Regions from separate parts of the Zea mays genome. Here all the other regions are linked to region 1. The links are chromatin contacts, called in public Hi-C maps. All regions are on one chromosome and are shown on one strand. The core of a region is the stretch at or near the end of the contact, and the rest is flanking DNA. Distances in the headings are between cores, read along the strand shown.

Region 1 (5,019 bases), core at 1,510-4,009:
TACCATTTCCCGGCGTATGAATACCATCTTCTGAGCACTGATTAGTCGCCATGACTGCAGCAGGATTTCTGGAGAACACCGAAACAGGTCCAGCATGGTGAGGCTGCATTTTGTGATCAGGTACTTTCACACCATTACCGTACGCTGAAGTATTATCCTCCTCCTTTTTAACTGTATTTTCTGGCATCCAATTTTCGGAGGAACCAGATACCACTGCAGAAGATGCACATGATTTCTCTTCCTTATTATCACCAGAGACCAAGGAAATAAGGTCGGCATTGTTCTGCTCTTTAATATTACTGACTGGAGATACAGACTTGCACGCTGTTTCATTTTGTTTTCCTGAACCTTGAAGGAGACATGGCTTGGCTGCAACGGACTGGCGCTGAGTTGCATCAGAAACATCTCCATTAGTAGCAATGGTATAATCACACACCTTGGTGAAATGATGGTGATGAGATGGATCCTTATTTCTGCGTCTACCAGAACCTACAGGGACATTTCTCATAGTCCCCCCAGCAGTCCAGTACCTCTTGCAGTTTCGGCAGAAATGCCTGGGCTGGTTCACGTTGTAATTGTTGAAGTAGCAGAACTTTGTTTCCATACTATTGCAGCGAGGGCAAGGCAGAATCTTATCTGGCTTCTTGAGTACCTTCTCTTGGCCAGATCCACCAGATTCAGTCTTAGCTTCCTCAGACTTGGAATCGTATCTTTTCCCAGGCTGACTGATGATAGCTTGTAAACTATTCTTAGCTTCCTCAGAGTTGGAATCAGCTTCCATTTTCCCATGCTGACTGCTGATTGCCTGTAAACCATTCTTCATATTGCTCTTGGAAGGGAAGGGATTTGTTTTGACAATCAAAGACATGTTTGGAAGGCATGGCATGCCATCATTGCTTCTAACATCATTTGATAATTTGGTGCTAACCTGAAAGAGATAATTTATGATGTGTCATCAGAGGATAAACATCAGATCATAGTAGATTAGACAAGTGAGAATATGAAAAACATTATATGAAGCAGAATTTTAGTTTAATTCAGATCCAGACACAGGTACCCAATACTAACACTAAGCAACAGTTATCAACTACCATTTTATTTGGCACTTGAGGTACAATTAGTTACTATTATGCATAAAAATATGGAAACATTTAGACGATTTGTGTGCTGACAGTAACTGATGAAATGAAATGATGGATCAATACTCACAAGAACCACCCAATGTGTTACATGATTTGCATTCCATGCCACACAACTGAGGTTGTTAGAACTTGTGCTTTTGCTTTTCAACAAATTATTGGTCCGACTATAGAAGTATGCTAATGCACTTATGTCCAACAAGATTAGGCTGAATCACATGTGCAAACCTTAATTAGATGAAATAGTACATGTGCAACAGGGGTGTTCTAGCAAACCAAAAAGACCACCCCTGATTCCACCATCAGAGAGACAGAGAGTAAATATGAATAAGATTCTGTTTCTGTTCATAAGCACAGCAGAAACAACAAGTCCCTTGTCACACTCACACAACATGCTTTCATGTATAGTACACTGAAAGGTAGCCAGAGGAACCCCCCTCCCTTCTCAAAAAGAAAGACATCCAAAGGAACCTGATTAATAGTCTGTTAACTGATGTAACCTGAATGTTCCTTACCTTTTCCATGGCATTACTTACCCCCACGAAAACAAGAAAATTCTCAGCGATTTCTCCACAGACAAAGGCAATGTATCTTTCTAAAGAAAAAAAAAGGAAACAAAATCGTACGTGGACACTACGAAAAGGCAACCAATCTTCTTATCGTACATATTGAACATTTCGATTCCAAGCTATCACATCAAGCATGAACAGAAGTAATCCCTAAGCAGTCAGCACGAAACGATTATAGGCAGGCCGAAGGCTCACATGATTAGAATCTGGGTAAGGGATAAACCAACATAAATCTCCCCATAAATACGGCCGTAAATACGGAGAGTGACTTGTTGAAGAAACACGTATTGGAAGAAAATTCCCGTACAAACACTGAAGGAGCAAACACATAAACCCACAGCCTTTTTTTTAATGAGGTATGAAATCAAACAGGGCTCCAAAAGGAAGAATCTTTTCGCAGCAACAGCGACCAGAATCCCAGCAGGAACCATGATCCACCAACACGCATTTGACAGCGCAAAAGCAGGGGGGAGAAAAAGCGTATCCGATTCCGCTTTCCCGTCCTCTCCCTTTTCCTCAGAAACGGCCGGCAATGACCATCCTGCCCCCCCGCGAGAACCCGTCGACCATGAAAGATCCCTGTCCCTCGTCAGGGAATGAATCCGAGAACTGAGACTGTTGCTGCTCACCTCGGATGCGGCCGCAGCGGTGGCGGCGAAGACGGAGGAGTGGAGAACCGGGATGCTGCGGCCGAAGAGCTTAATGGCGGCGTCCTGTGCACAGTCCTGGTCCAGGCCTCCGGGCGCGGCCATGGCGCGCCGATCTCGGCCCCGCGGTCACCGGGAACAGGCGGCGCCTTGTGCGGAGGGCATGCGGGGTTCCCGAGGACGTGGTGCCGAGGAATGGAAGGGGAAGAGAAGAGCGAGAGGAAGACGGCGGTGATGATTGCGTGGGTGCTCGAGCGGAAAGGCGGCCTGCTGGTCTGGCCTGGACTCTGGAGCGAGGTTGTGCCCGGGCGAGGAGAATTCGGGGGCCTTTTTGCCCCCTTTTCTGATGGCTGCAGGAGAAGGGAGCGCGACCGGGGCAGCCGGTGAGAATGTGATAGCGGGAGGCGCGCGCGGGGCGTGTCCCGCTCCTGTGCTGTCAGGCGCCGCCTGTGCGACAACCGAGAAGCAACGAAGCAAGTACAATTCAATTTTTCCTAAATTACATTAGAGCACTTTTAACATAAATTGTATTGATATATCCTGTGCTCTAAATTTGCATATAATTTAACCCAACAGTTAGACCTTAAATAATTATTTTAAATAAATAAATCATAATATTAGAAAATAAATAGTTGAATATTAAGAGAAAACAAGTTTACTGCTCCAATATATAGGATACCATATTTAGGACCCAAGTGATAGAGCCTAATAATTATTTGATAATTTTATAAAATAAGATTACTGTTGGATGGTGTTTTATGGATCTAAACCTAATATTTTAGAATACAACCATGTTTAGAGCTCTTATAGAGACGCTCTTAGTATTCCTACATAGAGAAATGACTAGTACTCTATCCGTTTCAAAATAGTTATTGCTAAAATATTTATGATGACCAAACTTTTCAAGAGTAATAATAATTTAATAATTTATAAATATTTCTAGAAAATATAAATACAAATAAAAGCTCAAGTTTTTGGAATGCGGTCCAAATGAGCAAGTTATTTCCTCTATCACTTTGTAAGTATCGGTATGATATTAAAGGTGATCCATTTAACGATATTAATTATGATATATATATATATATATATATATTGTTAAAATGAATTTGTTTGACTTTTTGAAAATTGTAAACCCTTAAAATATGGTTTAAAGTATTAGCTAGTAATATATAATAAAGTTTATTTTAAGCCTATGTTCCATATGTGAGATATGTTCCTTGTTAAATCAACAAAAAGATCCTTATATGAGTTAACAATGTTCGAATAGACTTAAGCCTAGCTACAGGAGCAAAAGTCTCCTCAAAATTCAAACCTGCGACTTGAGCATAACCTTTTGCTACAAGTCTTGCTTTGTTTCTTGTCACCACTCCATATTGGTCTTGCTTGTTGCGAAACATCCACTTGGTGCCCACAACGTTTTGCTTTGGACGTGGCACCAGACTCCATACTTCATTTTCTCTTGAAGTTGTTGAGCTCCTCTTGCATGACCAACACACAGTTTGGATCCTGCAAGGCTTCTTCTACCCTAAAAGGCTCAATAGAAGAAATAAAAGAGTAGTGCTCACAAAAGTTTGCAATACGTGAACGAGTCGTTACTACCTAACCTTATGTCACCAAGAATATGATCAAATGGATGATCACTTTGAATGTTGGTGCGGACTTGGGTTCAAGGTTGTCACACCCGGTTTTGGAAGGCAACCCGAATGCGAACCATGTATGTGCAGGATCAGAAACTCACGTACACAATGATTACATAATTGGACATCATCACACATTGTTCAAAGTAAATAGCGGAAAGGTACTTTATTACATCAAGATGTCCAAGACATCCATAGAGTCATTACTTAACATAGTAATTAACATTACCAAAGTGTGGAAGGCAGCTGACTAGGGGTTTGGCTCTAACATAACTAGAACTCGTCGTAATCCTGGAACTCCTCAAAGTCCTCCATGTTGTTTGTATCTCCTCCTGAGCACTGAATACAGTGGGGTGGTTTTTAAAGCAAGGGTGAGTACACATCAACGTACTCAGCAAATGTCCCGTTTGGCTAAAGTGGGCTAGCTGTATATGAAGTTAAGGTTAAAGCAGTTGCTTTTAGTTGGTCAGGTATTTATTACTAGTAGTAAGCCAAGTTTTAGTAATAAGCCCAGTTATTACCCAGATGTACTCCCTCCAAGAGGAAATACCAGAGAATCATAGTTATAACCATCAATATTAATCATCATCATAGAGTATCCAAAGTTATTCTAATCAAAGAGGATCCCAAGGCTACTCTTAAACGTGAGCACGACTGATATACCAGTTTCTAACACTCTATAGAGGTTGTACACTTTACCCACGAGTCGTGATCCCTTTCCAGCCTAGGTTGTACAGACCCGATCTTCACTACCGAGGTGAATGGCCAGGGATACACTACGTAGCCTTTACAAAGGCTCCCCTGGTGCATAGCTGCTCGTTAGGTTTCACCAGTCATACAAACACAGTACACCTCCCTAAGGTGGGTGACTAACAAAACCAAATCAAATGAACCTTGACACCCACCCTTAGCAGAGCGAGCACTATGTCCCAGCCCCCATTGACGGTCCTCCGACAAAGCCAACCACACCCCTAGGTTCATCTAATTATTCAGCTAAGGACGTCCCATTCCACCCTCATGGTTGCAC
Region 2 (5,019 bases), core at 803-3,302, 440 kb after region 1:
GTGGACAACGTGGGACGTCGGGGGCAGACGGGGAGACACGCAGGGACTCTCTCTCTCCCTCTCTCCCACTCGCTCTCGCCCTCGCTCCCTCACGACGCTTGTAACCCCTACTACAAGCACCCCGGTGCGAGATAACATAAGCCTCATTTCCCTCTTGTGTTCCATCTTGCATCAACCCATCTGGGCAGGGACACACAGCAACAAATTTACTTGTCGGTTGACGGTCCTCGCGGGTCCGAAACACCGACAATGCCAATGCCTCACAGTGGAGCTGATGAGCTGACCCAATTCTGGCTATGCCAGATGCCTTCTCAGCTATGTTGAGGAGACGCTCAACGTTGTCACATCACTGCCTCATTGCTCCTGTTGAAACAGCCGGTCCAGGAGTTTCAGAGCAACACCCATGCCGTCGCTAGTGCTCCTTCGGGGGCTGCGCGCGATGAGGCCCTAGATGCTGATTCTAGTGTGTGTTGCTACGCAGGTTGCGCTGCAACACCGAGCATCGGGCGGGAGTGCTGCTGCGCAGTAGCCCCATGTACCTAGGGTTGTGAAACCCTTGGTGCAGATGACGCCTCCCCCTCACCACCTTGGTGGTTGTCGAAGGAGGCGTCCAAGTGCTCAACCATTCAGACCATCATGCCGAGCGGAGGAAAGCAGACAACAACTTATACCACCTTTCCCCCTACCCGGCGCGCCAAATGTCGGAAGGGAGATCCTCCGATCGGGTGGCGGAATGCACTTGCCCTAATCCTAAGATGAGGAGGGGGCTCAAGGATTTGCATGATCAATTGAAGGACTCAAGAACACAAGGATTAGAGTGGTTCGGACCGCCGGAGCATAATACACTACATCCATTATGGACTGTATTGCTTTAAGAATTGAGAGTCTGAATGTGCATTTCTGCCTGTGTCCTTTGCATAGCATGTGCTTCCCTTTTATAGTCTAAGGGGAACATGCACAAGAATGGTGGACCCCGACAAGTGGGCCCTGTGTGCCTATATTAAATACATATCTCTTGGAGTTATAAGTGCATTGGTGGGCTAAGATCTTCCCCGGATATCGCGCTGACTCCATGACTAGGTGTGTTCTTCCTATCACCTCGGGTTTGCCTTGGCAACCATCCACCGTGCTGACTGCTGGGCTGGATGTACTAATGCGTGAAGGATCCAATCTTATATCTTTGTGTTGTCACATCTGGTCTGCACAACAACGGGAGTATCGAGTGGCCGAACGACGCTTCATGATGGCGTTGCTCACGCGGACGAGATAAGCGCCTCTGTAGCTTGCATTAGTTTGAGTAGGCATTGTATGCATGCGATACAGGTGAACTGTCGTGTTCCTTGGTAACGCGTGAGCAGTCTTGTCAGTCTGCCACACTTTGTAGCCCGTTGTGCACCCTTCAGCCACTCTACAATAAATGCGAGTATTGTGGCTGCTGATAGGGAGTTCCATCTGGACGAAGGTTTGAGCTATGGGCCAAGGGACAACATGGCGACTCCAGACCCCTGCCACCGTGAGGTGCGAGTTCCGAGGTTGTGTACAACAAGCAAACCCTGGGCTTTCGTTCGCTAGGGGTCTGACGACCTGGCGCATGCAACTCAAGCCCCTTACACGCGTCAGACCAGGACCTGTCTTGGTAGGGTTAACCGTTCCTTAAGGTAGTGGTGTGAATACCCCAGTTACAGGGTATCAACAGTCTTTAATATAAATATTTAATATATAAAGATAAGATATAAATAACATACTTAGAGAGAAATAAGATATTAAAAATAAATATTTTTTAAAAATCTGTAAATAAGAGATATAGAGATGTAAAATACGGTTGAAAATAGTCCTAGCTAATGCCAACTAATAAGTCAAGACTAGCCTCGGTCGCCTTTGCCCCGTCGGATTTCGCGCATACGGTGGGAACCGAACTGCGCTCTGCCCCCCATGGTTTTGACCGCAAAAGGTTTTGGTTGCCCGTCCCTAGCAGACACGCGGTCAGGCGGGCCCACTTGTCCCTCTCTTCTCTGCCTATAACTTCCCATCCCTCTCTCGGTCCCTCCCTTAATTCCGTCCACAGAAGAAGAATCCTTCTCGACGCCGCCCCCATTCATTCTTGGAGGGCAAGAAGAACGCGCAGTCCAAAAGCGAAACAAGGGGAAGGGGCGAGGCAGCCAAACGAATCCCAGCACCTGCCTCTCCTTTGCTTGCGCAGATCTAGCGATGGCGGCGGGCGGTGAGTTGGCGTGGGGGGAGGAGCCCGTGGCGCGGCGCCGGCCTAAGACCAAGATCGTCTGCACGCTCGGCCCGGCGTCGCGATCCGTCGAGATGATCTCGCGCCTGCTGCGCGCCGGGATGTGCGTCGCGCGCTTCAACTTCTCCCATGGCTCCCACGAGTACCACCAGGAGACGCTCGACAACCTGCACGCCGCCATGGAGCTCACCGGGATCCTCTGCGCCGTTATGCTCGACACCAAGGTCCTTCCCCCGCCCTCGCAATCTCCTTACCTTCCTTCTCAATCCCCGCGGTCTCGTGCTACGGTTCGCGATCTGCGATACGGTGTTGTTTCCTTACCTTCCTGTGCCGTCTGCTCCACTTAGGGCTTGTTCTTTTTGCTCTCAATTTATGTGGATTGGGTGGATCATGTGGATTGGGTGGGATTGAGTGGGTTTCAATCCCGAACAAGTCAAAATCTTTCATAAATTTTTTCAATCCCATCCAATCCACATGGGATACGAACCATCTTGGTTGCTGGGTTAGTTCCTGTGACGGTTAAACCACAATTTCAGTTCCTATGGTCAACTTTTAGGGATCTGACGTTAGATGTGATCTCTACTCCCTTTTGTCGGCGCCGACGTTCTTTTGGACGTTCTTGATTCCTGGGTCGGATTGGCGGAAATCCCGACCAATCGCGTTGTCCCGTGTCCTTACCAGAAAAGCAACTGGCTGCTTGTGCCTGCTAGTACTTGCTTTAGTACTACAGGCTAATTTGGTTGTCAGCTGCCAACTGTGGACGACCAATTGGCGACTACTTCAGATCTCTGAGCATCTAAGCATTAATGTCCAGCAACCAGCATGTAGCTTGGCTCACATGCGAGTTGTGCAATAGGATGGAGTTACTCGTCCTTTGGCTTGTTGTCCCTTTCCTTTCACCATTGGCTGTGGCCTGTGGGCCTGTGGTCCTCATCCACGGCTACTTGCCCTTTCTATGTCTCAGTCTTAATAACTGAATTTTTTCTGTTCTGGTCTATTTTTGACCTGGGTTGCTAAAGTCTGGTAGTGTTATAATTATCTGAAAGTGATAATGAAAACTGATCACAATATTGTTTTGATTTTTTATCTTCAATTCAAATGATGGAAGAAAATGTAACTGTGATTAATCGACAAATGAAATGATGTTAGGAAAAGGGAAAATTCAGAATTATTCCATCCTTGGTCTTCTTTTTTTGCTTTTCTTTCTTTGTTTTTTTCCTGATATTATTAAGTATTTTGTGGAAATTTTTAGTTATCTAAAGAGGCATAATTTAGTGATTGTGGATGCACTAATGATGCATCTGTGCTTTATACACAATAATATGAAGTAAGCAACATATGGAACAAAAAATGATTTAAGTCAAATATGTTGGTGTGAGTTTGCCATTACTTGATTTGAATATGGTAGCATAGCTGAGGTCCTTGACACTATCATTCAGCTGAGGCCCGTTTCATGCTATCCTGTCATGCATCTAGGACATGAGCAATTTTCCATAAGACAATGTGTAACAAAGTTTGACTGTTTTTATATAAAATGATCTCAGTCACTCAGTAATTCTTGTATATAATTGTTTGCCATCTTTTCTCAAATGGAAACATGCTTGTAAAATCAATTTAGGCTTTGTGATATAGAATCTTTTATAATGTTAGCGAGTTGGTAAAATGTTTGGTTGGGTAGTTTGCCTAGTATAGTTATGCTATGGCCAGCATCGTGCATATAGTTGTGCAAAACAATGTTCACTGTTTACAGTGTAGAGTTTGAAATAGGAGTTGTGGATGAGTAATCTGCTGGAGATAGCCTTAAGCTATTATGAAGCACAAAGGGTGGTTTTGTTTGTACTAGCTGGTGAGACTCAAATGAAACTTCCACCAAACCTGATCAGGACATCTGTGGGTGATTAAAATAGACAACTTGTTTCTATCTTTGGTGTGGTTTATTAAGTTCTCTTAAGCTTGATGAAAGCATGTTGGTATTTTCGTTAATTTTCTTTTACACCCTATACTGTCCTATGCTTTCAACCTTGTAGCATCCATGAGTCAACCAAAACATTTCAATCCACCATCTGTACTTGCTCCTCTAATCTGTTTTGAACCATTGAGCACAACCATCAAGCCACACTGAATTTATGTGAGCAGTCAATCATGGTCAGCAGGGCAGACAAACATATTAGTAATCACAATCAATGTCTAACCTGGTCTAGTCTTGTCAGGTATTATCTAGCTCCCTTTGTGTTTAGGTCACCTTGAGGGAAGTTTTTTCTGTTTGTTTGTCATCTTGAGGGAAGGCTACCTCAGCTAGTTGCTTGGTTCCTACATGAAACCTGGAACAGATCAAACCTGCAAAACCTTGAGGTCTTACTTTGTATTTGTTATTCAGGCAGGGAAAATGGCGATAAATACAGCATATCGGTTGAAATTCATACCGTAAATATCCCTTTGACCACCCTTTGTTTGATATCCTTACTGAGTACTGACACTTGTCATATTCTTTGCATTATTATTATTATCTTAGAACATATACTGTTTGTCTATTCAGCCCTGATCTCAAACCATGCATCTGCAGCACCCAATTTATATCAATTTCAATCAGCAGATATTAGCCCAATAATTCAGATGTGAAGAAATTTGTGTAGCTGACAGTGTCTGAAGTTCTGAACTGAGAGCACATTACCTCGTATGACCAGCCAATCAATTCCAACTTGCATTCCCTCATTCTGTCCCAACCAAATGGGATTTTATCTAATGCACTTATTCTAACAACCAATTAACCCTCTTAGTTA
Region 3 (5,019 bases), core at 1,284-3,783, 440 kb before region 1:
TAGATCATTAGATATGAATAGAAAAGCTTATAAAAATTATCCTACAAACCTCATAAATCGCTAAACCAAATTTTGATCAATACAAAAAACAATATTAAAACAACTATTTTACATTAGCATGAATTCAATATATGTAAATCTAAACAATTCTAGTAGCTCAATTTTTTAGTTTAGTTTGAACAAGGCAAGCTACACAACAAGGAGATGATTGCAGTTAAGTATGGTAAGCAAACCATATGGGACATAGGAGACTCAAGATACATTTGCTTCTTCGAATTCAAGTTAGGTGATTCACACACTAATTGGTATTATATGCTAAGCTCTCATTTAGAACATCGTAAAAACCACATTAGAGGGAGTCACTCCAATAATATTGATGATCATCAATCTTTGAACTTCACAGAAGGTATATACTAAGTCCACTTTTCTAGTTTGTTAAGTTTTCCCACTAGCAATGCGGGTAAGACTCTAGTATTATTATAGCTCACGAAATATTAATTAAATTAGATGGGCTAGCCCATTTAAATTCAACAAGCACTCCCTCTATTTGTTTAAAAAAACTTTATTTTAGATATATATTTGCCCCTAAAACAAAAGTCCTTTTAGAAGAAGGAAGGCTAGATGTAAAAAGGGAGAGCCAGGTCGGTTCATCTCGAAATTGACCCATCGTTTCGCAACCTCCGTCGATCCATTTTAACATGGGATGTGGCGTGGCTGGGACACCACCACATCAAGTGACCTAACCTAGCCCAATTGGATCCTAGGTCTAGGAGTGTAATCGAATCAGATATGGACTGATATTGCTTTTTCCATATTTGTTTTCGTATTTTCTCTTCGAATCAGATATGTATATTATCGACATCTTAAACATCCAACTTTGAGTATAAGAATACTAATATAAATTAGATACTGAATACTCGAAATCGAATACGGATCAAATCTCAACCATTTTAAATAGATCAAACTCGAATATTGATAAATAATATCAACATTCAGCACCAAACAATAGTTTTAACAAAATTTAACAATTTCATCAATCCAGTAGCATCAATCAATATATCATAGATGTAAATTGGAGATAGTGTATTGAATTCGAATGGCCCACATGTCAGATAACAGATATAAAGATATGATATATATATGCAAAATAATATCTATAGATATTTTATTATATCCATACTTGTACATATGGATAATAAATGTCAATATATCCATATCTAATATATAATTACTCACTATTATTTATTCATATCCTTACCCTGGAGTAGAGTTCTGTCTTGAAGCCTTGAAGATCCACCGGCGCGGAATCTCATCGATTGGCTAGACGCCTACGTGTGGCGTGGCCCACCCGACTCTGACAACGCGGCTTTGCATGGACCTCCCGACGACCATTTCAAAAGGGTTCAGAATTTGGCTGCTCATGCGTTCACACAACTCGCTTTTGATCGCGACAGAAGCGCCTTTCTTTTGCGGTTTAGGCCGTACCAGTACAACCGCATAAAATTGACCTGGCTGTGGACTATGGTCACTGCTCCGTACAAGGAGACTCCCTGCACGGGGACCCGTGCTGAGCTTGGGCAACAAGAGTGGCAGGGGGTGGACCCAACAAGTGTGCCCGCCGATCGAGGCAGCGGTGGACCGACCGACCGTGGTCGTCGACGACGCTGGCTTTCCATGCAATGCAAGCGCCCTCAGTGACGCACGGGAAAAGGCGCATGCGGCGGCGGGGATCCTTTGCGGACAGGAGATGACGATGAGCGAGCGGTGGACCCAGCCAGACGGGTACCTAGGTGGGGCCCGCACCTCAGCGGCCGCCGGCCGCAGCCCACCGGCACGGCACGGCGTCCGCATGTGATGGGAATGGGATGGGCGGATGGCCAGCCGGCAGCCACCGCAAGCGCGGCAGCGACGCGGTTTCCGTAGGGCCCCACTCCACCGTCCGGTCCTCTCCTTTCGCTTTCCTCTTCCGCACCCATCGCTACGCACACCCTGAACCCCTACTACTACGTAGAGGCCTCATCAGCTGCTTATGTTTTCTTTTTCGTGTTTCTTGTTTTTGAAAAAAATCATGTGCACCTACTCCTATACTCTGCTCCACTCGTCCTCATAAAACATAAAGGAAAGAACTATTCCAACATTCAAATTTGTCTTGAGTTATAAGAGATAAAGTGTAATCCTTTTTAAAACCGAGTTTAAAAAATGATTAGATCGGCATACATATATAACCAAAGTATCAAGTATGGTTATATCACGAATGTCTTCCTATGATCAAGAGGTAGTTAAATACATCATTTGTTTCGCGCCCTAGAATTTCTAAAGACACCTTGTGTTCCACAAACAACAAGGAGGCAAGACATTAGGGCCAATTTTAGCTCACCTGCGTCTCTCAAATGCTGCTATGCTAATGTTTCGAAAGATTCTACTGAAAATGATGGTGTAGACAGCCCGTGTGCTCCCACCATTTCGGCCTCGCAACGCTGGCTGCTCACAGTATAAATTCCCGCTGGCCGCCGTCGCCTCCCGCTACCCGCCTCACCTTTCCTCGCCTACGCCTACCCCCACCACCTGTCACCCCAATCCAATTCCAAGCTGCGAGCTGTCGAGCTGCTGCACCTCCCCTCTCTCGCTAGTCGCTTCCATTCCCTTCGTCACATGGCGGCAAACCGCTGCACCGGCCTCGACCCAATCTGGACCCACGCCGGCGCCAGCCACTGCTACTTCTCGTCGCCCCCCGGCTGCCTCACCTCCGCGGCCGCCTTCGAGAACTCGGCGCTCACCTCGGCGCTCCGCGCCTCCATTGCGCCTGCCCACGCCAGCTCCGCCGCGGCCCGGCCCTTCTCCCCGTCCACCCCGTCCTCCTCGACCTCGTCCGCCTCCGAGCTCCTGTCCAGCGGCCACGACGCAGCTCCCGCGCCGGTGTCCAGCAGGCCGGGCCAGCCGCCCGCCGCCCGGGCCGTGGCGGGAGGACCTAGAGGGGGCCGCGTCGCCAAGCGCAAGCCGCGCCCGTCGCGGCGCCCGCAGACCACATACATCACCGCCGACCCCGCCAACTTCCAGCGCATGGTGCAGGAGATCACCGGCCTCCCCGCCCCTGGGCCCTCCTCCTCCTCCTCCCCCGCTGCCGCCGTCGCCGCGCCCAGCTGGACGCCCGCCGCGCCCGCGTGCGTGCTCCCGACACTGGACACGTCCGCTTTCTTCCTGCTCGACCGCGCCGCCGCTGCGCCAGCGCCGGTGGACAGGAGCCCGGGCGCGCGCGCGTGGACCGCGACGCACACGCACGCCGCCGTGGCAGCTGGGGCCGACGGCTCGGACTCGGCGGCGCTGCTAGAGCTGGAGGCACTGGTGCGCGCCATTGAGGGCGAGTGTGGCTTCCCGGCCCTGGAGAGCTCGGGGCTCATCTGATGAGTTGGGATTGGAGCTTTTGTCCGTCCGAATGTCCGATGGCACATGATCGGACGGCGGATGTCGGTTGAGCCGATGCCTTTGAGATGTATACTAGCAAGAAGTATTAGGCTGCTGCCTGCTTTTAGTTGAGTACATCTCTTCTCCATGAGGATTACATGCATGGTTCCTTCTATTCTAGTCAGTTAAGGAGATGACAGTGTTAATTACTTATTCCGTAATGAAATCTGATGGCTTTCTTAACGTGAAGGCCTTTGCGTGTTCCCTATTTACCTTTTGAGACTTTCAGTTTTTTCAGCAATCAGGAGTTCATGACTCAGGAGTAGAGATGGCAATGGGTACCCGAAACCCGAAACCCGGTGGGTTTTTACCCTATTAGGGGACGGATACGGGCTAATATCCAAACCCACGGGTTTCTTAATGGGTGATAAGCTAAACCCAGCGGGTACGCGGGTACGGGTATGGGATCCTAGTACCCATACCCGCAAACCCATGGGTTTCTAAAACCCGGCATAATATTATTAAACAAACAAAAAGTTCATTTTATGGCCTAGTAAACATGGTTGGCAGCCCAGCCCATTAGCTATCTATGAAATCTAGAGCCTCAGTGCAGGAACGATTGGCTAGCATCCGAATGAGCCCAGCCTAGTAAACATGGTTGGCAGCCCAGCCCATTAGCTTTCTTGTCGGGCACGGGTAGCCCGCGGGTACCCGGTACCCGGGTGGGCACGGGTACGGGCAAAAACTTGTACCCGGCTGCGGGCATGGGTTTCTTAGCGGGTATATTTTAATTTCACGGGTACGGGTTTGGGAACATAGTACCCAGCGGGTACGCGCCCGTTGCCCTCTCTACTCAGGAGGGGATCAGGGGAGTTGCACGTAACAGCCCCATGGTTCTGGTTTCGTTAAACGGCAGCCAAAAATGGCAGCCATCAGGCCATGCAAATATGCATGTAGTGCTGGGAATCTGGGCTGGGCTTTTCGGGCCAGCACGAGCATGGCCCGAAGGCGGGCCTGGGCCGGACCTCAAATTCCGACCCGTCGGGCCCCGGCATGTCCCGCATAAATGGACTGGGCTTGGGCCGACACGGCCCAATTAAGCCCAACCTGTTTAATTTCTTTAATTTAGTAAGATATCGACGTTATATTGTTGTTATATTTCGAGTTTATGTGGTTAAATGTTGCTAGAATTATTTAATATCTTTAATTTAGTAAGCTATGAACTTTATATGGTTGTAATATTTTAATTTTATGTGATCAAATATACGGGCCGGGCTTGGGCCGACACGGCCCAACGAAGACACGACGTGGTTTAGGGCCGGACTGGGCCACTGTTTTTACACTTCGGGCTGACACGGCACGACCAAAAATTGTTTGGCCTTTCCTGGCCCGAATCCGTTTGGCATGAAGCACGATGGACTTGGGACGGGCTGGCCCGGCCCGGCCCAATTCCCAGCACTATATGCATGCACTGCACAACACACAGCACATCACTTAGGGATGGCAACGGGGAATTCCTCGTCGGGTTTTAGCTCCCCAAACCTGTCCCCGCGACGAAATTTTTTTCCCGCGGGGATCCCCACGAACGCTTGTGGGAGACATTTCTTCCCCATCTCT

Evidence for each region. Hi-C and Micro-C count contacts between places; a contact is called where the count stands out from the background.
Region 2: a contact with region 1 is called in a Hi-C map of ear, with 3 times the contacts expected there. The contact joins the promoter of LOC542177 here to the promoter of LOC103650023 in region 1. A contact is called at or near these places in 2 of 25 Hi-C or Micro-C datasets (ear and leaf).
Region 3: a Hi-C map of bundle sheath shows a contact between it and region 1, with 3 times the contacts expected there. The contact joins the promoter of LOC100280416 here to the promoter of LOC103650023 in region 1. A contact is called at or near these places in 4 of 25 Hi-C or Micro-C datasets (bundle sheath, ear, endosperm and 1 more).

The regions. Positions count from the first base shown.
Region 1 is chr3:44,574,633-44,579,651 of Zm-B73-REFERENCE-NAM-5.0, reverse strand. It overlaps LOC103650023 (cyclic dof factor 2), which reads right to left and starts at 2,759. Exons shown (of 2, transcript XM_008675696.4): 1 at 2,338-2,759; 2 at 1-928. The coding sequence starts at 2,460.
Region 2 is chr3:44,132,059-44,137,077 of Zm-B73-REFERENCE-NAM-5.0, reverse strand. It overlaps LOC542177 (PK protein), which reads left to right and starts at 2,052. Exons shown (of 3, transcript NM_001111796.2): 1 at 2,052-2,463. The coding sequence starts at 2,209.
Region 3 is chr3:45,014,720-45,019,738 of Zm-B73-REFERENCE-NAM-5.0, reverse strand. LOC100280416 reads left to right here and starts at 2,533. Exons shown (of 1, transcript NM_001153339.2): 1 at 2,533-3,669. The coding sequence starts at 2,653. The coding sequence ends at 3,402.